Regions from separate parts of the Mus musculus genome. Here all the other regions are linked to region 3. Evidence: chromatin contacts called from public Hi-C, HiCAR-type, HiChIP or PLAC-seq and promoter capture Hi-C data. All regions are on one chromosome and are shown on one strand. Each heading gives the region's core, a stretch centred on a gene start, on an enhancer-like site or on the middle of the called end of the contact. The rest is flanking DNA. Distances are from core to core; before and after follow the strand shown.

Region 1 (3,258 bases), core at 562-3,061, 1.7 Mb after region 3:
ATTGAAGATTTGGGACATACCGAATTTTCCATGTAGGAAAAATTGTGAGGCAGAAAAACTTCACAGGAAGACTGTTTTCCATAGGTCAATCTTACGTTCACTTTCTTATCTGCAGTGTGACTTGATTCTACCCCCTTAGAATTTTATTACTTTAAGTCTTACCCAAAATACAGACTTTAACTAGTGATTTCCCAGCTCTGTTCTTAATCCAAACTCTCCGAACTGAATTACCACCTCTCAGCACTGCATTAATACTTCATGAGACATCTTTCTTGTAACACCACCCTGAGTCTGGACTGTCCTGCAGTCACTGGCCTTTCTTCACTATGGTTTAATTGGCATCCCCTTTTCTTAAACACAGGATATAGTTACACAGTCTTACAAAACACACATTATTAGAAGAAATAGTTCCAATTTTCTATTTCAAAGCCAATAATTTCCCTGACTTCCCAGCCACTCTCCCAACATGGATATATATATCTGAAATGTTTAATTAGAAAAACTATCCAAACACAAGTCAATTTTATATAAAATATTTAATTTTTAAAACACAGACTATTCATGTCACATAAATAGTTTCAATTTTAGGTTAGCTGCTTATGGCCAGCAGATGTACCAAATGTGACAAATAATAATTTAGATACTGTCACTTATAGGAAAGTCTAAAGCTCTAAGACTCACCATATTAAAATTTCAGAGACTTGAATACTCTAATTTCTAAATTTCAAAACATTTTTTCACTTCCTCTACTGTTTTATTAAGTTGTTAGTACTCTGTATTCAAATAAAAGCAAAATATTTTTTCTTCCATTAATTTTTTTCTTTCACCAACAAAATACGATCAAAAAATAAAATGGTCAACTGAAAACTCATTTTTAATAGGCATAAACTGGAAAATTATCTTTAAAATATTCTGTCACCAAACAATAATGTTTCCTGAATGTTTGTAAATGCAGGGTCACAAATCATATAAAGGGCATGAAGCTAAGCTGCTTTTCATAACAGTTCTTCCTTACTTAGTATCCAATGGGAAAGGTACTACAACAATTGAAATTGTCAGTCGGCACGCGAGGGCGGTTCCCCAGAGTCTCTTATCTACGAATGATGAAGGTGATGCTGGCTATTTACCTTTGGTTCCTTTTCAGAAATAGAATTTTGGTTTTTTGTGTGTGTGTGTGTGTGTGTGTGAACGTAAACATAGTGCGACTTGACAACATCAGAGTTATTCTTTCTTGGTTGATTCTAATAGAATAGCACTGCTCTAATCTGGCAGAAATTATAGTAAATTTCACAGAATTGAAAGGAAGAGGGAAGGTTTTCTCTTTGAGTTTTCTGTTTGCTTTACTAAATTAGATCTAGGACATGTTTCTACTTAAGTTGACATTTTCTTAAAATTATATAACTTAAAATAAGGTGTTTGCCACCCTCCTTCTGTGGACTTCAATACATTTGTTATGTACCATATGTATTTATTTATGAATTGTTATACATACTTGCTTCAAAACTCCTGCCCTCCAAATAGAAACTGGGTCAGTATGACAGCCAGAAAGAAAGGAGCACTCTAAAATTCTCATTCAGCTACTACTTTCAACCACTTAATTGATAAAAAAAAGTTTTAGTACTTCCCAGAAGTAACATAAGGTTCTGAGTTCTCCCTTTCTTTTCCTCTTACACCCCTACCAAGAGAAGGTAACAGTGGAAGTCAACACAGCCAAAAGACAGGCAGAAAGGGACAGTGTGACAGGCAGGCAGAGGGAATGGAGCTAACAGAACTGACCAAGCAACTCCTGAGAGCGGAGAAGCTCCCTGCCCCGTCAGCACAGTACAGACTCCCTTAGAAAGACAGTGGTGTGAAGGCTCATTTCATCCGCAGACCTTAAGCTTACCTGTTAAGGCACTTACTCAACCCCTCCCCACCCTACCCATAGTTTTCATATAAAAACCACTATTTCATTTGAATGAATTTTCCTGTATTATGGTAACCTGAAAAAAACAAAACAAAAATAATGTTGACCATTTTTTATATAAAACTGTTGCATCAAGAGAAAGGTTGTGTTTTATTTTTCTGAAATGAGCACAAAGTACACCTTTCACAATAACACTGAAAGCAGGTGCAAAGACTGACAGTGACCTTCGACTAAAGGTAGCTTTGTAAAAAGAAAATACCAAATAAATCAGTGCCCTTTCTGATTGTTGTAAAACTGGAAGGGGGATGGGGGGCATGGGGGGAAGGGGAGCTTGTTTACATAAAAGTTGGTCCAAACTTACAAAAAAAAGCACAAGTGTGCATAGTTCAGAAGATCTGCCACAGGGCCATAAAAACATTATGTCCCTAATGTTAGCATCCACTTAAAACTGCAAGAATACAAAATAAAATTGTTAACTAAAATCTGTGACGATGTACAATCAATAGAGCTAGTTTTAAGAACAGCATGAATTTAAGCAAAGATTTTTTTTGTTGTTTTGTTTTTTTCACTATTGTATGCAAGACCCTTTCCACATAAAAATAAAGCTGTTGTTGAATTAATATTATTCAAGTCTCTTGGATTGCTGCCTGAAATTGCAGCTAGAAAAGTCTTTCCAGATAAAAATGATGTGCCTGAGGAAAAACAGATACTCAGTATGGTAACCCTCTGCCTCGACCTCTGCCAGCTGATGTGCTAATGTGTCCCCTGTATCCTTGTGAATATCCAGGTCCTTGGGCAGGAGAAGTCCAGGTCTGTCCATGCATGAGGCTAGGGCCACCTGGATTTTCCTGTAAGTTACCACCATAGTTATAGTTGTGCATCTTTGCTGGCAAGGGATGAGTACTCTCTGGCCCTGTGGAAGGGTCATTGCTGTTTGTGAGGACTGTGATAGGACCATGGCTATATTCAAATCTATGGTCCTTGTCTCCACTAAACAACATGGGACCAGCATTGAGGTAAATGTCTCCATATCCAGCTACTGAACTGGCAAACGACTCAGTAAAGGCAGAAGTTTGAGGTGGACCACCAGTGTGAGATGAAGCAGTACTGTAGTTATCCAGAGACTGAATATCTGAGTTTCCAATGAAACTACGTGCTTCCAATGGTGCAGCAGCGGAGCTACTTCCTAGACCATCACTGCTAACGTAAGGAGCGGCAGAGAAAGAAGATCCAAAGTTGTCCTTATAGTCTGAACTGGGCACATATGTGTCTCCTGTGGGATAATCGATACCACCTTCTCTTTTGGGATCATCCTGGGGCTGATGCTGAGCAAGCAGCTGTAAGAGGGCTGC
Region 2 (3,467 bases), core at 376-2,875, 1.4 Mb before region 3:
TCACACATTACCTTAATTTTAATAAGCTTTTGAGGGTTTCTTCTCCTACATCGGTTAACTTCGATGGTGCGTCTGTTTTTGGGAGCTGCCATCCAAAAGATACTATCTAAAAAGCTGGAATTCTCTTTATTTTCACAAGTATCATGTGCTAGCTCTGTGAGGATGGATGGTCTCTGGACGGCTAATGCTGGTGCTATAAAACAAAACAGAGATGCCGAATCAACTCGGAGTTCCTAAATGAATACAGCCACTATTTCCTTTAACAGTCAACATGTGTAGTGTCACTAAATATACACACCTATAAATTATATGTGTTTGTGAGTATATGTGCACATGTAAGGTCAGAGGACAGCTTTCAGAGTTAGTTCTCTCCTTACGTCATACTGGCCATGGGGCTAGGACCCAGGTCCTGAGACTTAGCAACAAGGTCCTTTACTACTGAGCCATATGGCTGGCCTGACATAAATAGTTTTGAATGTTAAACACAACAAACATTAGTAATAATCCCCAGCTATTAAAATATACTAAAGCTCATATAAAAGGCAATTTAAAATACTTCAACTGGAATGCTTTCTTATTGCAAGCTACCAAAGCAGCCAGGCTACTCTACTAAGCATTTCCTCCGTATATAATCCGGGACACTGCAGTTCAGTAATAAGTAGTGTACAAGTAATCTAATCCCGAGACTCCCTACATTCACTCACATCACTGAGATGACTACAATGGTCATCTGTACCACACTATCCTGATCCAGTTAGGTCCTTTTTCTTTAAACCTGGTAGGTTCCTAAAGCCATTAAATTTTTCCTTAATATTTAATCTTAACCTGTGTTCTAAGAAAAGATTTATTATTTATGAGATTATCAAGTGTTTCACCTTTGTTTTTCTAAATTGCTTAGATCACTTCTTTACCCTTTCTTATGTTCTTCAGACTTGCGAACGTTCGTTCAATTCTTAGGACTTCTTACCACTACATAAACTGTCCAAGCACAGGCCTATTAGACAACGAATGGACTGAAATGATTATCTCAGGTAGAACATGGAGACAATTATTTATTATGCTGCGCTTGAGATATAATAAAATATATCTCTGTTCAGACTGGGCATTATCACTTTTGCGATACACTGTAAATAATACAGCAATCTCAAATTTAACGCCCAAGATACCAGGAGCTCGAAGCTAGCCTGGGCTACACAGTGAGTTCTAGACCACCCTGGCTACGGTGACAGTTTCAATAAATAAATAAATAAATAAATAAATACGAAGCTAGCCTGGGCTATACAGTGAGTTCTAGACCACCCTGGCTACGGTGACAGTTTCAATAAATAAATAAATAAATAAATAAATAAATAAATAAATAAATAAATAACCAATAAACAAACAAACAAATAAAATAACGAACCAATCAACCAACCAAAAACCACGCTACAACCCGGAAGCCCTCACCAACCCTCTTTCCACGAACTCTCTCCTTACGGACCCCACGGAGGACTGACAAAGCGACTCCAGCTCTGCTGCAGTTGCCGTTGTAGCAGCTCCCAGCACCTCTGGAGCGGTCCGGGACGCACCGGCCATGGTAGTGAAAGCAGCAGCAACGAAGGAGCCATGATCTTCTCAAGACAGAGCGGGACGCGGGCTGAGCGCATGCGTTAAGTCCGCCCACTTCCCCGCCTCCTCGCTCAGAGCATGCGCAGGCCCCTCTTGCGCATGCGCAAGGGTCAAAGACCGCTGTGATCCAAAAACTCCAACTCCCAGCTACCCCTAGGTGACTCTCCTCCAATCAGAGCAAAGAAGAAAAAAAAAATTAAAGGAAGCATACTTACTGCGCATGTGCGTGGCTGTGTTCCGACTTTCCGGGTAAAGATGGCAGAGCGCGGTTACAGCTTCTCGCTGACTACATTCAGGTATTCGGGGGACCCGCAGGTTCCATGCGTCGCAGATCACAGGAGCGCCCCAGACATGGTCCCGTGTGTCGGACCTGGCTGGTGTTTGCGTAGGAGTGCACGGTGACGGAGCTGGACTCGTAGCTTTGCAGAGTCATGTTCCGTGCCAGGCCTGGGCCCTGGCTGAGGCCGGCCGTGTTGCGGGCCGAGGGACGGGAGGCCCCAAGCCAAGCACTAAGCACTGGCTCTCCTTCTAGACTAGGAGAAGGGTGCTTTGAGATAGTCTGTTTTCAGCTGCTCTCTTCAGGTCCAGGATTTCTTTACTGGCCCGGCTAGGCCTGAGCGAGAGCTTTGTAAACCCAGACTCCTTATGGGACGTGTGAGACGTCCTTTTTCTTTTGGGAGATCCTTATTTGCTGTTAAATCTTAGTTTTAGTCTCTGTTTAGCAGCGATGTGCTTTGAAGCTCACACTGCTTTCGGTTTCGCCTGTGCTCCTGTAGAAGCTTAAGAAGTATAAAATGAAGGCGCTGATTTCCTGTCAAGTTTTTGTGGCACATGCAAACTGATAACCTCTGTATTTTGCTTGATCCACTAACAAATTGCTTTAAAACGATTTTAGACCCTTATGTTTTGGGAGAAAGAATTAAAGAGTTATATATATTTTCTCAAAGTGCAGTTAAGGGGAACTATTGTTCCCTGTTTAAGAAAAAACCATCATGGATGAACTTAGACAAAGGACTGTGTTTTGACCATTTTCTTTCTTTTTTTTTTTTTTTCTTTCCATTTTTTTATTAGGTATTTAGCTCATTCACACTTCCAATGCTATACCAAAAGTCCCCCATACCCACCCACCCCCACTCCCCTACCCGCCCACTCCCCCTCCTTGGCCCTGGCGTTCCCCTGTTCTGGGGCATATAAAGTTTGTGTGTCCAATGGGCCTCTCTTTCCAGTGATGGCCGACTAGGCCATCTTTTGATACATATGCAGCTAGAGTCAAGAGCTCCGGGGTACTGGTTAGTTCATAATGTTGTTCCACCTATAGGGTTGCAGATCCCTTTAGCTCCTTGGCTACTTTCTCTAGCTCCTCCATTGGGAGCCCTGTGATCCATCCATTAGCTGACTGTGAGCATCCACTTCTGTGTTTGCTAGGCCCTGGCATAGTCTCACAAGAGACAGCTACATCTGGGTCCTTTCGATAAAATCTTGCTAGTGTATGCAATGGTGTCAGCGTTTGGATGCTGATTATGGGGTGGATCCCTGGATAAGGCAGTCTCTACATGGTCCATCCTTTCATCTCAGCTCCAAACTTTCTCTCTGTAACTCCTTCCAAGGGTGTTTTGTTCCCACTTCTAAGGAGGGGCATAGTGTCCACACTTCAGTCTTCATTTTTCTTGAGTTTCATGTGTTTAGCAAATTGTATCTTATATCTTGGGTATCCTAGGTTTTGGGCTAATATCCACTTATCAGTGAGTACATATTGTGTGAGTTCCTTTGTGAATGTGTTACCTCACTCAGGATGATGCCCTCCAGTTGACCATTTTCTTAAGGACTGACAGCTGAAGGCAGCCAGGATCTACTTGTTG
Region 3 (3,228 bases), core at 165-2,664:
TCCTTCTTTTTCTTTTCCCATTTTTTAACTGTAGCATCTGGGGCCACTGTTCAGATGACAGTCTTCAATATCCTGAAGGCAGGTCCTCATAGACAGCATGAGGCCTGAAGGGATACTCAGGTGGTTCTGAGAAAAAATGTGAGTCTTAGGAATCAGGGAGTTTGGGGTTAACCGTCTCTTATTTGTTGTTTTGGATACAGTTCAGAGCAATGTGAATGCCCCCCTTTCCAGTTCGGTTTTGAACTATTCATTCTTGTTCTAGCTTAGAAGCACACAGCCCCCTAGTTGGATTTTTGACTGCAAAGTGCCGCTCCATCTCTGGCCCAAATCCTGGTATCTAACATTTGGCCCAAACTAGTTGCAGGCTGTGGCCTGTAGGAAACAGACAGGTTTGCCAACCCCATACTCTACCAAAGCCGTTTGATGGGATGGTTAGACAGGGACTTCCACAGTTTACTGCAGCAAATATCATTCAGAGTCCTGCCCATGTTTTCTGGATGTTGTGCTGTCTCTTGTGGGGGAGAGGGTAACCCTAACCAAGGAGGCCAGGTCTTCCCCCCCCCCCCACCACCCCTTAAGCCCAGAACAACACGTAGCTGATGAGAACACCTCAAAGGTTCTTTTCATTTTTATAGTCACGTTTCATGTTTACTTTCCCAGCAAGGCAGGCAGAAATCATGAATTTTTTTTTTTGAAACAGATTTTTCATAGGAAGGAACCAAACACCCTGAGTTATCAGCAGCTTGTCTGTGCCTCTGAACCACCAGCCTCCTGTCATTCAGTTGAATCAGAGGACACTTGTCAGTCACCTGCTTAAGGTGTCCACATTCTCTGGCTTGCATGTTTCACTGAATCACAGGATCTGTGAGCAGCAGCTAACCACAGAGTCAGAGTCGTGGAAAACGGCTTCCTTTCCAAGCCTGTCTCCTTGCTTCAGGGATAGTGAGGGAAGAGCGATTAATAGCCTGCATGAAAGCTTAAGGACATACGGTTTGCTTGAGAGGAAAAGTGAATATTCTCACGACTTGATCTCTGCCAACTTTATATGGGCCCAGCTGCTGCACAGGGCAAACACACTAGTCCAGAGTTAGCTATGCCCCTAAGATGTGTGTCACCACAAGCCACCGGCCAGCACTGAAACGCAGGTTTCCCTCATCCACACAAAGGAGCTCTATCCTCAAAGGAACTTTGTTTCTTGACCAGCTCACTAATTGTGATTGAAAACACCAGCTCCCCAGCAATGCTCACGCATCCGAGTTAGCAGAAACAAGACAGGCCCTAATTGCTCCATTTACATAAAAGTAGAAACATACAACTTCTAAATATAAATCTCTGGCACATCTCTTCTTTTGCAATTACAGTAAAATAAGGTACCAGTTTCCCTCCGGGCTCCTCCTCACAGCAAGCTGCTCCCGGGGTTCGCTAGTGGCTGCTCCTCCAGGCAGCACCGGGCCAGCGTGGAGTTGGAGCTTTGTGAAGTAGCCAGTAAATCAGAACGCCTCCGCTAGGTGCAGAGCGCGGTGGCAGCGGGCCACTCTGCCAGTGCGGTAGTCGGTGGGACCGAACTCTACACTCGGGAAGGGGCAGTCTGCGGGTGCGGGGCCTGAGCTGCCGCTCGCCTCCGTTGGCCAGGAGACCGGCAGCCCCACTGCAGGTCCTGGTCCCTGACATTCCCTGGCACCGAGGGCTGGGATCAGAGATTCCCGGCTGCACTCACTGAACAGTGATTTTTTTTTTTTCTTTCCCCTCCCTGAATTCTTTAGCTGCCAAAAGGGGGGGAAAAATCAAGAGCTGCGCTTTTAAACGAAGTTGCCCTTGCTGGTGTTCAGGGTAAAAATAGAGGCGGCCGCTTGGACCAGCTTGGCCCCTGAGTCCAGGCGTCCCGCGAGCCGGGCTGGAGCTGCGCATTCGGGAGTGATCCCTGGAAACTGCCAGCAGGTGCTGCTCAAGGTACGGTGGCAAGCTGAAAAGGGACAGGGCCTGGGTGCAGGGAGTCTCCGCGGGAGGGGCAGGAAGTGAAAGAGAAACCAACCCCGCTCAGAGCTGCGCTGACCAGCGCACGCCCTGGGCCCTGGAATTCAGCTGGGAAACGCTGATCCTCAGCCCAGAATATTCCACAGAAGCATTTTAACCTACCTGCTTCCTCCACCACCCCCACCTGGATTTCCATGGAGGAGAGGAGGCTTTCCCAAAGTGGTTCCAGCTCTGAGGTTGGGGGAGATTCAGCTACGTCATAGCTGCTAGACTGGCTTAGCAGGTTGGCACTTTCAGGGTGTCAAAGGCCAACAGGGTCTCAGAGTGACCCTGTGTGAGGCGGCCCCTGCAGTCAGGGTCTTGAACATTCTTATGACACACATGCTTAAGAAACTACAGGGATGCTCCGAAATAACATTCTTTTGTGACCACTGAGTTTTGATCCTGAAATTATACATCCCACTTTATAGATGGAAACACTGAGGCTTGAGTTTAAATTAGGAGGGCGCCCCGGAGCTGGGGTCTGATTCGGGCACTTTTCTGTGCCAAGCCAGTCTACAATCTACATTCGGGTGCAAGTGGGACTTTCCCTGAAGTTATGTGTGAGGCAAGAAATGAGTTTAGATGCTCAGGGATTCTTATCAAACAGCATGGAAGTGCCTCTCTTCCAAAGGTTTATGTTCACCCCGGGGTTGGGGTTGGAATGGAAATGACTATCACTGATTATCTTTCTGTCTTTGCCACCCATATTCCTGTCATTTTCCCCTGCAACTTTATTTCCTACTTCAGTTCTCTTATGCGGATCTTAGAATACTCCTTCCCCTTGCCCCTCCCCTTCCCCCACATATAGCTAGCATCCACACTTTGAAAGCCCTCAAGAGAGACCCTTTCACAGACAGCTCCTGGTGTCATAAAGAAACCTTCCCCACTTCACATCAGGAGACCAGAGCCTCTACAGTTTGCTTATGGGCACAGTGAAAAGTTTATTTTATGCATCTTAAATCCGGCACACGAAACAACATATCTGGTCATATGGCTTTCATTAGTCCCCAGTTTTGCACGTTTTATCCAACTTGTCATAAGAACCTGGTCAGTGCCTTAGCTGTACTTCGCCCCGAGAACAACAGCCCTTCTTCACTGTGCTTATCGGGGCATTCGTCTCTCTCTATGTTATCTCCCTGCCAGTGTGACCCAGGCAAAAGAAAACCCAAACCTAACTTTACTTCTATTTTAAGGAGAGTTCACTTCTTTTCA
Region 4 (3,455 bases), core at 125-2,624, 1.7 Mb after region 3:
TCCAAAGGCATCAGGTACGTTAAATGGTGCATGTGCATACACGCAAACAATACACTCACACACACAAAAATCTAAACCAATAACCCCCTCACATATCCACGGTCTAATGTGATGAGTCCTAAAATCCCAAGTTGATTTTAGTATCTGAAGGAGTTAGGGAAAGACCACAAAACTCTTCTACAGGAATGTCTAAGACAGGTATCTTATGCAGAAGATAGCATTTTTTAATTATCCCGTTTCTTTATAATTACAAGATTTTTAAGTTTGGGGTATGTTTTCGTGGGTTTTTTTTTCCCCTTTAAATTTCTGTTTCTACTTCCTAACCTCGTCAACTTCCATTTTACAAGAACGTAAACGCAGGGTTCAAGTCCAGCATTAATTACTACAGGCTCGCTTAAGTTTTCAAGGCAGCAGTCTGCTTTCTAAAACTCAGCTTTTGGCGGGAGGTGCTGTTTCCTAAGTTACCAAACCTTGGGGGATTAGAAGCCAGGGGTGGAAAAGAGAAGCAGGGCACGACCATGGCCATGAGCCCTGCGACAGGAGCCCCCGAGGCGCGAGCGCTCCCCTCAGGGAGCCCGAGCGCTCAGTGTCAGTAGGTACCTGACTGCGGGCGGCCGGTCCACAGCCCCCTCCCGCCGGCCAGGCCTCGGCCGGGTCTCCGAAAAGCCACCGCCCTGGCCAGCATCCACAGCATCGCCCCTCAACCCCAGCGAGAGCGCCCCGCGACCTCCCTCCTTGACCTTAGGCCCCCTCAGCCCCGCCCCCCCAGCCAGCCCGGCCCCGCCGCCAGCCCCGCCCCCTCCGCAAAGACCCTCCCCCTGGTCGCCCTCGCACTCTTCCCCGCCCACCACGCCCTCCGCTTCCGCCCAGGCCTCCACCTCAGTCTCACTCGGCCCCGCCCCCTTGGACGATCCTGTTCAACCGAGTCTCTCGCCTCACACCCTTCGGCCCCGCCTCTTGGCTCATGGCCCCGCCCCCGAATCCGGCTGACGCTTCACTCCTTGCTTCCCGGAAGCCTCCAAGACGGATGGCCCTACCCCTCTGATCCGCCCTCTTCGGAACCCGCACGCCCCTCTCCCACCCTCACAGCCAATAAGGCCTGATGATCGGTTTCCTCTCTTCCGCTTCCGTCTTCGTGTACTGGGGGTCTCCGGGAAGACCGTTGACGACTGTGCTCGTGCTGCGGCCGGAGATTTAGTTTCCCCTTTACAGTCTTTCCTCCTCTCAGACACGCCCACCATTCTTCCATTGAGTGACCTGTTTACCTGCCCTCTTGCAGAAACTTGGTGAGATCGGAACCTTTGTGCAGCCGGAACTAAGGTGCGGTAGTCCGCTGGGAGCCGGAAGGGTGTATAAATAGAGGAATACCAGTTTCCTTCTGGCGGTTGATCGCAGAGGTTCCGGTGAGGCGTTCGGCGTGTGAGCTCTGCGGCTTCGTTTCCTGATATGCACCGACCGAATTTTCGACCCCCAACTCCTCCGTACCCCAGCCCGGGGATAGGAGGTTGGGGTGGCGGAAATAACTTCCGGGGTGCCCTGGGCGGGGGGCCGCGGCCGCCCTCCCCGCGGGACGGGTACGGGAGTCCGCACCACACTCCGCCCTGCGGGCCCCGGGCTAGGCCGTACGGGAGCAGCCAGTCTCCGCGGCACGGCGGCAACTTCTCGGGGGCCCGCTTCGGGTCTCCGTCCCCGGGCGGCTACCCAGGCTCCTACTCCAGGTCCCCCGCGGGGTCCCAGCATCAGTTCGGCTACTCCCCAGGGCAGCAGCAGACCTACCCCCAGGTAAAGACAATAGCTAGCGTTTGCCGAACTCTTCCTGTGATGGCAGACGTGATACGAAACATTCCCTTTCCGTGGATTGTTTAATCCTCCGATACTACGTTGGCCCAGTTTTGCAGATGAGTAACCTGAGGCGTAAAGAAATTATCTAAGACTACCATAAGTGGCGGAGCTCTAGTTCTCTGTCCACAGAAACTGCTCTCAGCCAGCATACCACATTCGTATACAAACTTCTTTAATCCTCCATTTCTTCTCCCACCCACCCCCAGAGGTTTTTATTTGGTTTTGGGTTTTTTGTCATTTATTTCAGTGAATTGTCCTGGATTCCTAGGGGGAGGACAGTAAATGATTCCCTATTGTGTAGTATGGCACCTCTAGACTGTAGTCTACTGCCATTTTCCTACAGATGTCCCTCCCTTGTTTTTGCATCCTTGCTTTTTTTAAAAGAAACAATTATTTTATTTCGAGCCATATTTATACCTACTCAAAGTTCTCTTGAAGGAAAAATAGAAAATTTGAAATTGAGGAAACTTCCCCTCTTCTCCATGAGTGAATACAAGACAGGAAGTAGCTAACAACTTGTATCTCGGTGGTTTTGCAAAATTGAATATGCTCACCCATATGAATCCTTATGAGTTGGAGTTAATAAGAATAGAAAATTTTCATGCAATATAAAAGTTCTAGAAATTTGAAGCCTATCAGGTTAAAAAGTAAGTTTCCAAGAAGTGAATACAGTGAACCACTGCTTGTACTGGGTTTATTTGTATTTAATAGCTGCAGGGTTGGTTATCACATTAGAAACTGAAAGGTTTTAAGATGATAGCAGACATTTCTAAAAGAGAAATATACAATTGGTTTTAGTAATTTTTAAAAGCACTAGATTAAAGAAATTTGCAACTGAATATATTGGGTTTCAATTGACAACTTTTAATGTGATTCCCCACTAATATTAAACTAGAGGAGAAAGTACCAGTTATCTCTTACTAGATGTTTTTATTTTTAACTGATGATTTTTTTCCTAAAGGGTTCTCCAAGGACATCTACACCATTTGGATCAGGGCGTGGTAGAGAAAAAAGAATGTCTAATGAGTTGGAAAGTTATTTTAAGCCTTCAATGCTTGAAGACCCTTGGGCTGGCCTAGAACCAGTGTCTGTAGTGGATATAAGCCAACAGTACAGCAATACGCAAACATTCACAGGCAAAAAAGGAAGATACTTTTCTTAATATTTCTGAAATTCACCTGGAAGCTTCATGTGTCAGGAACATCCTGGACAGAACTTTTACTTGTGTAAAAGAGTTGAACCCAAGGATGATGACTTTGAATAATGATTAGCAGACCTTTGGTATATCTCCAACTTTATCAAGTGTTGATAACAGCGGAAATGATAGGACAATTTACAGTATTTAGCTATCTGGGAGTGTGTATCATAGAACACAGTTTTCATATTTGACATTTCCAATATAACAGACATTTGTTTTTTTCAATGTTTTAAAATAAAACGTTTTTTGTCTTCCTAATTGTGATTTTTGTGAATATGTAGAATTGCTAAAACAATGCTTCAGTAATCACTTAGACTTTGAGGGTAAATGTTTTGCAAACTATTTTTTAATGAAATGACAAGCTATCTTAGACAGTTTTCTATATATTTATTAATAGAAAATAGTTCTACATCCA
Region 5 (3,397 bases), core at 418-2,917, 1.4 Mb after region 3:
AGATCCAGCTGTAAGGCATTTTCTCACTTAGTGATCAAGGGGGAAGGGTCCATTGTGGGTGGTTGCATCCTGGGCTGGTAGTTTGGCTCTATAAGAGAGCAAGCTGAACAAACCAAGGGAAGCAAGCCAGTAAGTAACATCACTCCATGGCCTCTGCATCAGCTCCTGCTTTCTGACCTGCTTGAGTTCCAGTTCTGACTTCCTTTGGTGATGAACAGCAACATGGATGTGTAAGCTGAATAAGCCCTTTCCTCCCCAACTTGCTTCTTGGTCCTGATGTTTGTTCAGGAATAGAAACCCTGACTATGACAAAACCCAAAGCTTTAAGAATATCCAATTAGCCAGGCGGTGGTGGCGCACACCTTTAATCCCAACACTTGGGAGGCAGAGGCAGGTGGATTTCTGAGTTTGAGGCCAGCCTGGTCTACAAAGTGAGTTCCAGGACAGCCAGGGCTATACAGAGAAACCCTGTATCAAAAAAAAAAAAAAAAAAAAAAAAAGAAAGAAAGAAAAGAAAAGAAAAGAAAGAAAGAAAGAGAGAGAGAAAAAGAAAAAAAAGAATGTCCAATTAAATAATTTGGCATTATTATAGATGGGTAAGTAAAAGAATGGGGAAGCAAAATAACTTGTCTGAGATCACACAGCCAGTCAACAACACCAACTCCTCTGTTTTCCCCATGCTATAACATTTGTGTCTTCTTATTCCTCTTTTTAAATTAGAGACTGTTTTAAGATAAATACTATTTAGTATAAACCCTTTTTTTATTCTCGTGTACATAATACTGAATTTCAGTGTTGAGATTTTTAATAATTTAACCAGTAATCAATAGTTTATTGAACAAATGCTGGATACTGCTGCCTGAAAAACTGTGCAGAATGTAGAAATTAATCAACTAACTAATTAATTAAATGCTATATGATCAGCTTCCTTTGATCTTATGACTAGATGTGAAGATAAATTAGTATGAAGGCACCTAATGGAGCGAGGAGATGGATGAAAATGAATGATCATGCTGAGTAAAAGCCCTAAGACAACAGATGGAGCCTGAGAGAAAAGCAGGAGAGCCTCAGTCAGTCATGGGCCTCACATGCTATCTGACAGCATTTTTAGCCTTTGCCTTAGAGAAGTTAGGGGTCTGTTCATTCCAAAGACCTACCTAGTAGTCGCAAAAATGTTAAAAAACACACAGAAGTTAGTAATAAATGGCTAGTAAGGGGCCAAAACAACACAAGATTATCTGTAATTAGGCACAGGAATTGCAACATTTCAAGGGCTCTATAATCTCTGAAGCTCTGACCAGCCTGCTTGGTTAAAGTCACACCAAGGTACTTCATAATTTTTGTGACTACAGTGAATGGTGTTGTTTCCCCTCATTTCTTTCTCAGCCTGTTTATCCTTTGAGTAGAGGAAGGCTACTGATTTGTTTGCATTAATTGTGTGTGTGTGTGTGTGTGTGTGTGTGTGTAGAATCTGAATGTATTGTGTCAGGTCGAGCATCAAACTTTTTATACCAAAGAAATAACAAGAAACCAGGCAAAATACAATCCACCAAGTTACAGTGACTCAATACAAAAGGAATGTATACATCAAAAGAAGGTGGGGACCAGGCAGCTGCCACAAAAGAAGAGAGTCAAGTGTAAACTAGTCTATTGTTAAACCTACCACCAGGGGTTCTGCACTAGCAGGCCTTATCATGAATACTGCAATACCTCAACACCCTATTTCCTGGGTCTACAGAATATACCAACTTGCTTCTAATGTGAAGCTTGCTATACCTAGCTGTAGAGAAGATCTCTATCTCAGTGGGATTCCCTGGCTCTATTATTCCCTTCTTTGGGTGAGAATGCTTGCATTAATGTTATATCCAGCTACTTTGTTGAAGTTGTTTATCAGCTGTAGGAGTTCTCTGGTGGAGTTTTTGTGGTCATAAGTATACTATCATATCATCTGCAAATAGTGATATTTTGACTTCTTCCTTTCCAATTTGTATCCCGTTGATGACTTTGTGTTGTCTAAGTGCTCTAGCTAGAACTTCAAGTACTAAATCACTGAGGTGAAATCTAAGAGCACAAAGAAGCTATGTTACAAAACTAGCCAAGGCTGTACCTTGTGCTGCAGCTGTACTGGGTAATGTGTAAGAGTCACCCAGGTGGTATTGGTTTTGAAGGCATGAAGGGGTCATGAAGAGCAGCCAAGGCTTGGCACTGTGAGAGCCCATGGAAGGCCACTGGTGAAGGTGCAGCCTCAGATGCAGTAGACAGCCCAGGACTGAAGGGGTCATACAAAGGAGTTGAGGCTTGGAACCATAAAGAGAGCCTATGATAGGCTATGAAGCCTAGTTAAAACAGAAGACCACAGTGTATTGAAGAGGCCAGTACATGGGAGGATCACTAAGAACAGTAGAGTGGATCAACCTGAGCTTACAGTGCTACAGACAGCAAAGCTGGAGAAGTGACCCCAGCCCTTTGGAGGAGTCCAGAAGATCATGTGTGATTCTCAGAAAAGAAGCAATAACAATGGAGTTGCCTTGGAGACCCCAAGATGTTCAAGATGCCAGAGCCATGACCTATCTGCTGAAGAAAGCTGCTAATGGGGAGTGGAACCAACTCAAGAGAAAGAAGTTTGTTGCAGTCAACAAAGACAATAAAGGAGCTGGAGATCTGAAGATTGTTTGACATCAGCCATAGAGATGCAGAGTTTGGAGATTTCCCTGGTGTCCTGTCTTGCTATGGAATTACAGTTAAGTGATTGAATGAATGTCAGAAGAGACTTTGAACTTTGGACTTTTAACATTGCTGAGACTGCTATAGACTATGGGGACTTTTAAAGTTGGACTAAATGTATTTTGCATGTTATGTTTAGGTATGACCCCCATAGACTAATATGTTTGAACAAGCCTATAGAGGCTGGGGAGTGGAATGTGATGGCTTCTATATGCTTGGCCCAGGGAGTGACATAATTAGAAGGTGTGGCCCTGTTGGAATAAGTGTGTTTCCTCACCTTGGTATAGAAGAACCATCTCTCCCAATTAGTACCATAGCAGGAGACAGATTCAGACTTCTCCAAAATACATCATTTAATAAAATCAGAAGAATTCGTTTTTTAAAAAAAAGGGGGGGGCGGGAATCAGGAAGTGAATAAGTAAACAATTTAATGATGCAACTCAAGACTTTGGACAAACACAAAAAAACCAAACCCAAATACAGTAGATGGCAAGAAATAATAAAACTCGAGAGCACAAATGAATGAGATCAAAACAAATAAAACAACACAACAGAAGGAATCAAGAAAAGTAAGGGCCACTTTTCCGGCCAGAGGATAGGGGTCCTCCTGGCCCAGAGGCGCTTTGCCTGAGCATCAGCAGCAGACATCTTGGTTCCGGGACCCCGCCAAGAG
Region 6 (3,492 bases), core at 577-3,076, 1.5 Mb after region 3:
GACTTAAAATCAGCAGGAAGCCGAAGCCTTAAGGACAAATCCCACATCAAGATTGACATTGAGAGGAGGAAAGTGTCAAAACATTAGATGGAATATAGAGCTAAGTCACCAAAGGCACAGTGACAAATTCATCCATGAAGCCACCCCTAGGAGCTAATCCATTTTAGTGAAATTTCAAGCAAGTCCCCAAATTCATGAAGAAAGATGTCATAATCTAGGCACCATCTAAAAACTCTTAAGTAAACCAAGTGCATGCCTTTAATACCTGTGCTCAGAAGGCAGAGGCAGGCAGATCTCTAAATTCAAAGCAGACCTGGTCTACATAGTGAATTCCAGAACTACACAGAGTAACCTTGTCTCAAAAAAAAAAAAAAAAAAAAAAAGCAGAACAGTGCAAAACAACCCTGCACGTAACAACGGCTTTTAAATCAAGCCACTGAAGATAATTTTTATGATCCACCCAGCAGTTGGTGCAGACATTTCCTGGCCACTGCACACTACTCAGAGAGCTGTGGAATGGCTCCCAGTCCAAAGAGAAGACTTGGGAGACTACAGTACATATTTATGTTCCTTAGTAATGAGTCCTTAAAGTGATCTCATGGGAGTTTTTAGGGAAAGTACAACACCAGATGTGGATTAAAACAGGAAATCATGATGTCAGTGATAAAATGATTCAGCATATCATATAGGTGTTTGTTAGGTCATTACACCTCAAACAAAAAGTCATGCAAGGAGTGCAGGAACATAATGCCAAGATTTGACTTAATTAGTATAAGCAAATGGATAACAAAGAATTCAAAGAATTTACGTATGTAAGAGAGAGAGAGAGAGATGTTTTATATCCTGAATCACTTAATTCTGTTTTCTTTGAACATTTTCTTTTTTTTAAATTAGGTATTTATTTAATTTACATTTCCAATGCTATCCCAAAAGTCCCCCACACACTCCCCCACGCACTCTCCCACCCACCCACTCCCACTTCTTGGCCCTGGCGTTCCCCGTACTGAGGCATATAAAGTTTGCACAACCAATGGGCCTCTCTTTCCACTGATGGCCGACTAGGCCATCTTCTGCTACATGCAGCTAGAGACACGAGCTCCGGGGGAACTGGTTAGTTCATATTGTTGCTTTGAACATTTTCTAATCTTGCATCTTACTTTCCTTCAGCAAATGCTTACTGGATGGCTACTCTGTTTAGGGATTGTGCTGGGTGCTGAACTACCGTGGTTAAAGGTAATAGATTCTTATTGTCCAGTAAGAAGATACACACAAAGCATTCTATTACTTAGTGATACGGAAAGTTTACAGGTAGCAACAAGATTGGGAGCAGCTGCTTATCCCAGAGTTAAGTTTTCATCACAAGTACATTCTTTTCACACCTCAACCCTCACTGGCCCAAACACACATGATGTCTTTAGCAAATATAATTGCTATTGATGGGCATATTTGCAAATCAGGGAGGTACTTCACAGGGACAGAAACCATGAGGATATTTTATTCACTACACATATTGACTGACCATAAACACACACCTCACAGAGAAAACCCCTCACTTCAGAAACTGCAGTCAGAATTCATCAACAGAGCCAGGAGGCTTTGAAGATCTAAGCTGCAATTGTGGACATGTTTGAACTTTTCAGCATCACCTCTAAGGGACCTCAAAGGTTCGCCAACATAGCCTTTGATGATACACTGTATCCTATATCCATATTCTCATATGTCCCTATGACAGAATGTTTGAATATGATAGGAATTTTCACATAACCACAAGTATGTTTTCATATTTAGAGGGCTGTAATACGATTTTTTTAAAAACCCTTAGGAATGAGTCTGCTGTGCTGTGTCAGTTATCATAGTCGTCAGACAATCTTTCTCGCAGCCATATCTTCCACTTATGTTGTAACCACAATCGGAAGCTGTTACAGTTGGAAAAGCACACTATCTTTGTCTCTTTCTGACATCCTAGAGAGTTTGGTGGAAAGAAATTTAGGCCATGACTCATGAGTCCTAAAACCCTGTCTCAACTCAGCTCCTCCACTACACCTTAATACACACAAAGTTCTGACCCCTAAGTTCACAAAGTACTCCTGGCCTTACTCTGCCTGTAAGTATGGCTCCAGACTAGCATTAAAAAGCACACTTCGAAAATACTCAAAGAAAGGTCATACAAGTTTATCATGTAAAGATAAATTGCCCAGAGATATACAAACCAAAATGCCTGATTAAGGTTTTACTATAAATGATTTAGTAATGTCAGTGAAACAGAGTTACATTTTACAGTTTTCTCTGATTCAATCCATCTAACAGAAGCAGATGCCAAACCAGGTAGTCAACATTGGAAATTACAAATGCAATGGTTTTTATTGGTCAAAGAATAATTTGTGGACCTTTGACTCTTACCTTTTTAAAAAAATTATCTGTACACTAGTGAAGCACTATAATTTGGAGGGGGAGTATACTTAATCCATTGAGTAAACATCAAAACTTTGATGGAAAGTAGCAAAGCTGATTTCTAATTAGATTTCTAAGACAGACATTACCAATTAACTCCAGAAGGTTGAAAATTGGTGGTTCATAAACATGACTTAGTTTGTCAGTGTCTTGTTTGGGCTAAGCAGTGTTTCAAAAGCTATCTTGCTATGCTGGGCTAGTGTGCCAGAGACAGATGGCACTTGCTCCCAGTGCCAATGACTCATCTCCTCTAACTGTTCTTAGCAAAAACTAAAGGTAAAGGCTTAAAGTTAGCTATATGTTGTTACACAAGAAAAACTGGGAAATGCTATGATTTACAGCTTCTTTCCTAAATGAAATCAGTTGTCAAGACCTTGCTTGCATCCCACAGATAGGCACCACAGTCCCCCAGACACGTTAGGATGCACCCTTCTAAGACAGGTTGTATAGCCCCATGTACATCGCATTCCTATGCATCTTTAGCTGGCATGGTTTACTCATTTTAACTACCTGCCTGGCATATGTAAATATTTTAAATTGCAACTCCTGGACTACAGTCATACACTTTCCAAACAAGCATTTAGTGTGAAATTTAGAGCAGGGACCATTATGCTTCATGAAAATTAAAGGTCTGGAAAAGCAGATCCAAATTCAATACTAGGGACAAATGGAATATCCATCTTTTCCTTTGTCATTCCTCTTTACTCTTCTAACCACTCTGCTATATCAGCACCCAAAACATTGTAATATAGATCTCTAGGCATAAAGTGGAAAGTTAGTCTGAGAAGATTTCTCATGTATGTATGTATGTATGTATGTATGTATGTATGTGTGTATGACTTGAGAATAGAAGTGAAACTGTAACAAAGGAACTAATGGCAGAAGAGACAAAAAGCACAGATAAGGCAGAAATGCTCAAACTACACCCAACACTTGCATGAGGATGACCTTATGAAACACAGTATTATGTACAATGAACATGCATCAACTGGGGTTGGGAGAGGTAAGACAAACAAAGCATAGGTTCTATTGAGGAAAAGT
Region 7 (3,272 bases), core at 261-2,760, 1.6 Mb after region 3:
TCTACCATGGGCCACAGCACCAACCATTCGCCCCGCTTCAATCTGAGAACTTGCATTTTATCCGATTTAAAATTCTTATAAGACTGAAGAGGGGGCCTGACAACATTAAAACAGCACATGTGGAAGAGCAAAGCAGCTCAGAAGGCAAAGGGCTTCATACACACCCTGAGTCCCAGGAATCACAAAGCAGAAGGAGAGAATCAAGGCCTGCAAGTTGTTCTCTGGTCTCTACATGCATACCCCAAACCACACACATATTAAGTGGAAACTTCTGGTTTCTTTGGAAAGTCGGTTATGTCAAATGAAGTTTTGCTATAGCAGATGTGTAATGAAGTATTGTAAACATGATCCACAGACAGTGGGAGAGGAGCATTGGTTTGCTTTGGTCTGTCTCACCATTCTTCGCTAATGACACACATATATTGGTTTGCCTTACATTGCATTGCTGAGCTCTGTTTGTGGTGACTCTAGACAGAAACTCAGCAAAGAACTTCTCGTGGAATTCCTGCGAGGTTCCTGCAGCGTCTTGCCTTCACCTGGTTTGTGAACTTTGTGGTTTCTTCACGGTTGAACTATAGCTGCTGGCTCATGCATGGTGTCTGCCTGCCAGGAGGACTGGATTGCAACTGCTGATTCATATGTGGTGTTTGCTATGGGACTGGACTGCTGGTATCCTGACAACAAAGATTGGACTTGCCCCCAAGGAAATATTTCTAAACAGGTCTACTTCCCCAGTGTTCTAATAACTCTTCTCTTCCACTACCTCTGGAGGGTGGTGGGTTAGAAGAGCAGTTGAATGTTTATTAAAATAGGCTGCAAAACTTTATGTCAACATACATGCATTCATACATAGAAGCATGTTTTTTAAAACATAATAAAGCACTATTAGGCCTCTCAATGCTTCTGAACTTTACAACAACAACAGGAGTATCATTTGATGAGAATACAAGAGTAAATCTATGAAGAGTAGGGAAACATGACCAAAGTTGCTCCTTGAGTCTAGTTCCTAAAGAAAACTTCAGGAAGAAAATGAGCATCTAACATGGGAACCAGGAGAAAGTTCTTTCATTTCTAGTAAATTAGCTACATAATTTTATTTCACTAATGCAGATTTAACAACTACCAAGAAAACAGTGGCACTTTGGAAATACCATTATTGACCAACAGTAACACTGCTCAACTTCCACTCAGCACACAATTTTGCTAAGCAGATTCTAGCATTTCCTTGGTCGAGCAGGAATGAACAAAGGTTTTCAGTGGTGCTACTTTGGTGATCAATTTGTTGTTTCATTCTGAGCCTGCATTATCTCCCTGACTCCACGGACAAAAATTTCTAATGGCAAGGGTCTCTATACCGGTGACTCTGTCCCTTTTCCAGCTGTTCACTTATAACCCTTCTTAAGCTCTGGGCATTATCAGCTTACCAGCTTCCTTCTGCTCTGTTCTCTGGGACAGATCAAAGGCACACAATGTTATTATCGTTCTCACCCTGATCTACAGGAAATACTAGCAAGACTGCAGTGACTGCAGTGGTTTCCCAAACCACAGTCCTCCAGACATCCTCTAGCTCTCTAAATATCTTGGGCATGAATCACATATCAATCTACTTATTCACCAAGCTCCTGGGAAACAAACTCTAAATCCTCCCAGAAGTTCCAATAAGGTCTTTTCCTTTCACTTGAAATGATAAATTCTATTGAACTATTTCTTTGTATATGGTGTACACTTGAATAAAAGAATAAAAAAGTAGAAGTTATAAATATTTTATTGAAAAGTTTTTATTAGATATTTTCTTTATATACATTTCAAATTTCAAATGCTATCCCAAAACTTCCCTATACCTGCCCCACAACTCCCCTACCTACCCACTCCCACTTCTTGGCCCTGGCATTCCCCTGTACTGGGGCATGTAAAGTTTGCAATACCAAGGGGCCTCTCTTCCCAGTGATGGATGACTAGGCCATCTTCTGCTACATATGCAGCTAGAGACACAAGCTCTGGGGATACTGGTTAGTTCATATTGTTGTTCCACCTATAGGGTCGCAGACCCCTTCAGCTCCTTGGGTGCTTTCTCTAGCATCTCCATTGGGGCCCTGTGTTCCATCTTATAGATGACTGTGAGCATCCACTTCTGTATTTGCCAGGCACTGGCATAGCCTCATATGAGACAGCTATACCAGGGTCCCTTCATCAAAATCTTGCTGGCATATGCAATAGTGTCATGCTACCAGAAGATCCAGCAATACCTCTCCTGGGCACATACCCAGAAGAAGTTCCAACTGGTAATAAGAAAAGTTTTTAAGTTAAAAATGATTATGGCTGTTTGTACCAAATCTAGCAATAATAATATTATGCAGATATGACAATACTGTACAAATGAAAACTGACTTTTGTTTTTTTTAATTATTTGTACTAAGTACATGATAAATGCCAAGAGCAAATCTAACATATATTTGGTATCCCTGCTGACTCTAAGACTCTAGAATAAAAACTGGCTCCTGTACCACCATAATAAGAAATGTGACTCTATTTCAATGCCCTCTTCATGGTTTCAACTAAGTGAGCACTAAGAAGAATCTGCATTAACCTTTAACAGTCTTCTTGGTTAAAGTCAAGTGATGTGAGAATAGTTTGTATTGGGAGACTGAGCTCAGGCTCAAAGTTCCTCTATGAGAACTCCAAAAATAAGTAATGTGTAAGTTACTACACTGCAATGAACAACTAAGAGGAGAATTGCACTGTTTCTTCTAAATGAATACTTATATGCACTTGCAACATGGTGCCAAGAAAAAGCAATTCTGACTTGCTTTGTGAAAATGACACTTAGAGCAGCTTCCACTTAGCCCTAAGCTGAGAGGGCAATGAAGTGATGAGAAGCTCAGAAGTTTTTCTCTCCACATGCAGCTTGAATTAAGCCATGTTTCCTCTGCCATCACTCAGGGCCACTCCCTCAGCCTAATATTTGATGGCCTAAGACTATGCAGTAACAGACTGATTACAAAATCGTGACCCAATACCAGATTTACTCCTGATAAAGTCAAGTTAAACTCACAGTGCCAGATTTATTTCAAATGAATGCTGACTTTGTAGCCAGACACAAATAAATTTCTACAATGCCAGGGGATATTATTACAGTCAGAAAGGATACCAGAGTATCAGGAGGAATTCTAATGGCTGGGCATGGTGGTACATGCCTTTCATCATAGCATTCAGGAGGCAGAGATAGGCGGATCTCTATGTAAAGGCCAGCCCGGTCTACAGAGTGAGTTCCA

Evidence for each region. Promoter capture Hi-C pulls out the DNA fragments that hold promoters and counts their contacts. A called contact is a pair of places that touch in the nucleus more often than the background predicts. HiCAR-type assays count read pairs that join an accessible place to other places. HiChIP or PLAC-seq counts read pairs in DNA pulled down with a chosen protein or histone mark.
Region 1: a contact with region 3 is called in a promoter capture Hi-C map of liver, with 2.2 times the contacts expected there. The contact joins the enhancer-like site here to the promoter of Inhba in region 3. A contact is called at or near these places in 10 of 39 promoter capture datasets (the 3T3-L1 cell line, 3T3-L1-derived adipocytes, the SN4741 cell line and 5 more).
Region 2: a contact with region 3 is called in a HiCAR-type map of astrocytes, with 4 times the contacts expected there. The contact joins the promoter of Mrpl32 here to the promoter of Inhba in region 3. A contact is called at or near these places in 5 of 39 promoter capture datasets (3T3-L1-derived adipocytes, hippocampal neurons, neutrophils and 2 more) and 1 of 115 datasets of contacts at active chromatin or transcription factors (astrocytes).
Region 4: a Hi-C map of Th1 cells shows a contact between it and region 3, with 8 times the contacts expected there. The contact joins the promoter of Mplkip here to the promoter of Inhba in region 3. A contact is called at or near these places in 14 of 39 promoter capture datasets (the 3T3-L1 cell line, 3T3-L1-derived adipocytes, the HPC-7 cell line and 11 more), 5 of 484 Hi-C or Micro-C datasets (Th1 cells, Th2 cells, adipose-derived mesenchymal stem cells and 1 more) and 14 of 115 datasets of contacts at active chromatin or transcription factors (DN3 thymocytes, the NIH/3T3 cell line, T-cell acute lymphoblastic leukemia and 7 more).
Region 5: a promoter capture Hi-C map of epiblast stem cells shows a contact between it and region 3, with 16 times the contacts expected there. The contact joins the enhancer-like site here to the promoter of Inhba in region 3. A contact is called at or near these places in 15 of 39 promoter capture datasets (the 3T3-L1 cell line, 3T3-L1-derived adipocytes, the C10 cell line and 10 more) and 5 of 115 datasets of contacts at active chromatin or transcription factors (embryonic stem cells, forebrain, large pre-B cells and 2 more).
Region 6: an H3K27ac HiChIP or PLAC-seq map of embryonic fibroblasts shows a contact between it and region 3, with 26 times the contacts expected there. The contact joins the enhancer-like site here to the promoter of Inhba in region 3. A contact is called at or near these places in 7 of 39 promoter capture datasets (the 3T3-L1 cell line, cranial neural crest, frontonasal cranial neural crest and 3 more), 1 of 15 datasets of contacts at CTCF or cohesin (the NIH/3T3 cell line) and 2 of 115 datasets of contacts at active chromatin or transcription factors (embryonic fibroblasts and stem cell-derived neural progenitor cells).
Region 7: a contact with region 3 is called in a FOXA1 HiChIP or PLAC-seq map of pancreatic cancer cells. The contact joins the enhancer-like site here to the promoter of Inhba in region 3. A contact is called at or near these places in 9 of 39 promoter capture datasets (the 3T3-L1 cell line, 3T3-L1-derived adipocytes, cranial neural crest and 5 more) and 6 of 115 datasets of contacts at active chromatin or transcription factors (the NIH/3T3 cell line, T-cell acute lymphoblastic leukemia, a colorectal cancer cell line and 3 more).

The regions. Positions count from the first base shown.
Region 1 is chr13:17,715,445-17,718,702 of GRCm38.p6, forward strand. It overlaps Cdk13 (cyclin-dependent kinase 13), which reads right to left. Exons shown (of 14, transcript NM_027118.1): 14 at 518-3,258. The coding sequence ends at 2,617. Among named protein-coding and RNA genes, the nearest start is that of Mplkip, 22 kb to the left of the region's middle. Within about 2 kb of position 1,812, at least 3 of the 459 cell types and tissues checked have an H3K27ac peak or open chromatin away from gene starts, as enhancers often do. A contact at or near this core is called in liver, where this site is marked.
Region 2 is chr13:14,611,412-14,614,878 of GRCm38.p6, forward strand. It overlaps Mrpl32 (mitochondrial ribosomal protein L32), which reads right to left and starts at 1,626. Exons shown (of 3, transcript NM_029271.2): 1 at 1,481-1,626; 2 at 12-193. The coding sequence starts at 1,607. It overlaps Psma2 (proteasome subunit alpha 2), which reads left to right and starts at 1,831. Exons shown (of 8, transcript NM_008944.2): 1 at 1,831-1,904. The coding sequence starts at 1,864.
Region 3 is chr13:16,010,437-16,013,664 of GRCm38.p6, forward strand. It overlaps Inhba (inhibin beta-A), which reads left to right and starts at 1,415. Exons shown (of 5, transcript NM_008380.2): 1 at 1,415-1,654; 2 at 1,764-1,950. It also overlaps the pseudogene B230303A05Rik.
Region 4 is chr13:17,694,039-17,697,493 of GRCm38.p6, forward strand. It overlaps Mplkip (M-phase specific PLK1 intereacting protein), which reads left to right and starts at 1,375. Exons shown (of 2, transcript NM_025479.6): 1 at 1,375-1,782; 2 at 2,804-3,455. The coding sequence starts at 1,447. The coding sequence ends at 3,004. Sugct (succinyl-CoA glutarate-CoA transferase) reads right to left here and starts at 727. Exons shown (of 14, transcript NM_138654.3): 1 at 601-727. The coding sequence starts at 694.
Region 5 is chr13:17,456,509-17,459,905 of GRCm38.p6, forward strand. All of the region lies in intron 8 of Sugct (succinyl-CoA glutarate-CoA transferase), which reads right to left. Among named protein-coding and RNA genes, the nearest start is that of Gm24873, 17 kb to the left of the region's middle. Within about 2 kb of position 1,668, at least 9 of the 459 cell types and tissues checked have an H3K27ac peak or open chromatin away from gene starts, as enhancers often do. A contact at or near this core is called in epiblast stem cells and stem cell-derived epiblast-like cells, where this site is marked.
Region 6 is chr13:17,492,450-17,495,941 of GRCm38.p6, forward strand. The region is part of intron 8 of Sugct (succinyl-CoA glutarate-CoA transferase); the gene reads right to left. Among named protein-coding and RNA genes, the nearest start is that of Gm24873, 53 kb to the left of the region's middle. Within about 2 kb of position 1,827, at least 16 of the 459 cell types and tissues checked have an H3K27ac peak or open chromatin away from gene starts, as enhancers often do. A contact at or near this core is called in embryonic fibroblasts, where this site is marked.
Region 7 is chr13:17,603,406-17,606,677 of GRCm38.p6, forward strand. All of the region lies in intron 6 of Sugct (succinyl-CoA glutarate-CoA transferase), which reads right to left. Among named protein-coding and RNA genes, the nearest start is that of Gm40826, 81 kb to the right of the region's middle. Within about 2 kb of position 1,511, at least 47 of the 459 cell types and tissues checked have an H3K27ac peak or open chromatin away from gene starts, as enhancers often do. A contact at or near this core is called in the NIH/3T3 cell line, T-cell acute lymphoblastic leukemia, a colorectal cancer cell line and 2 more, where this site is marked.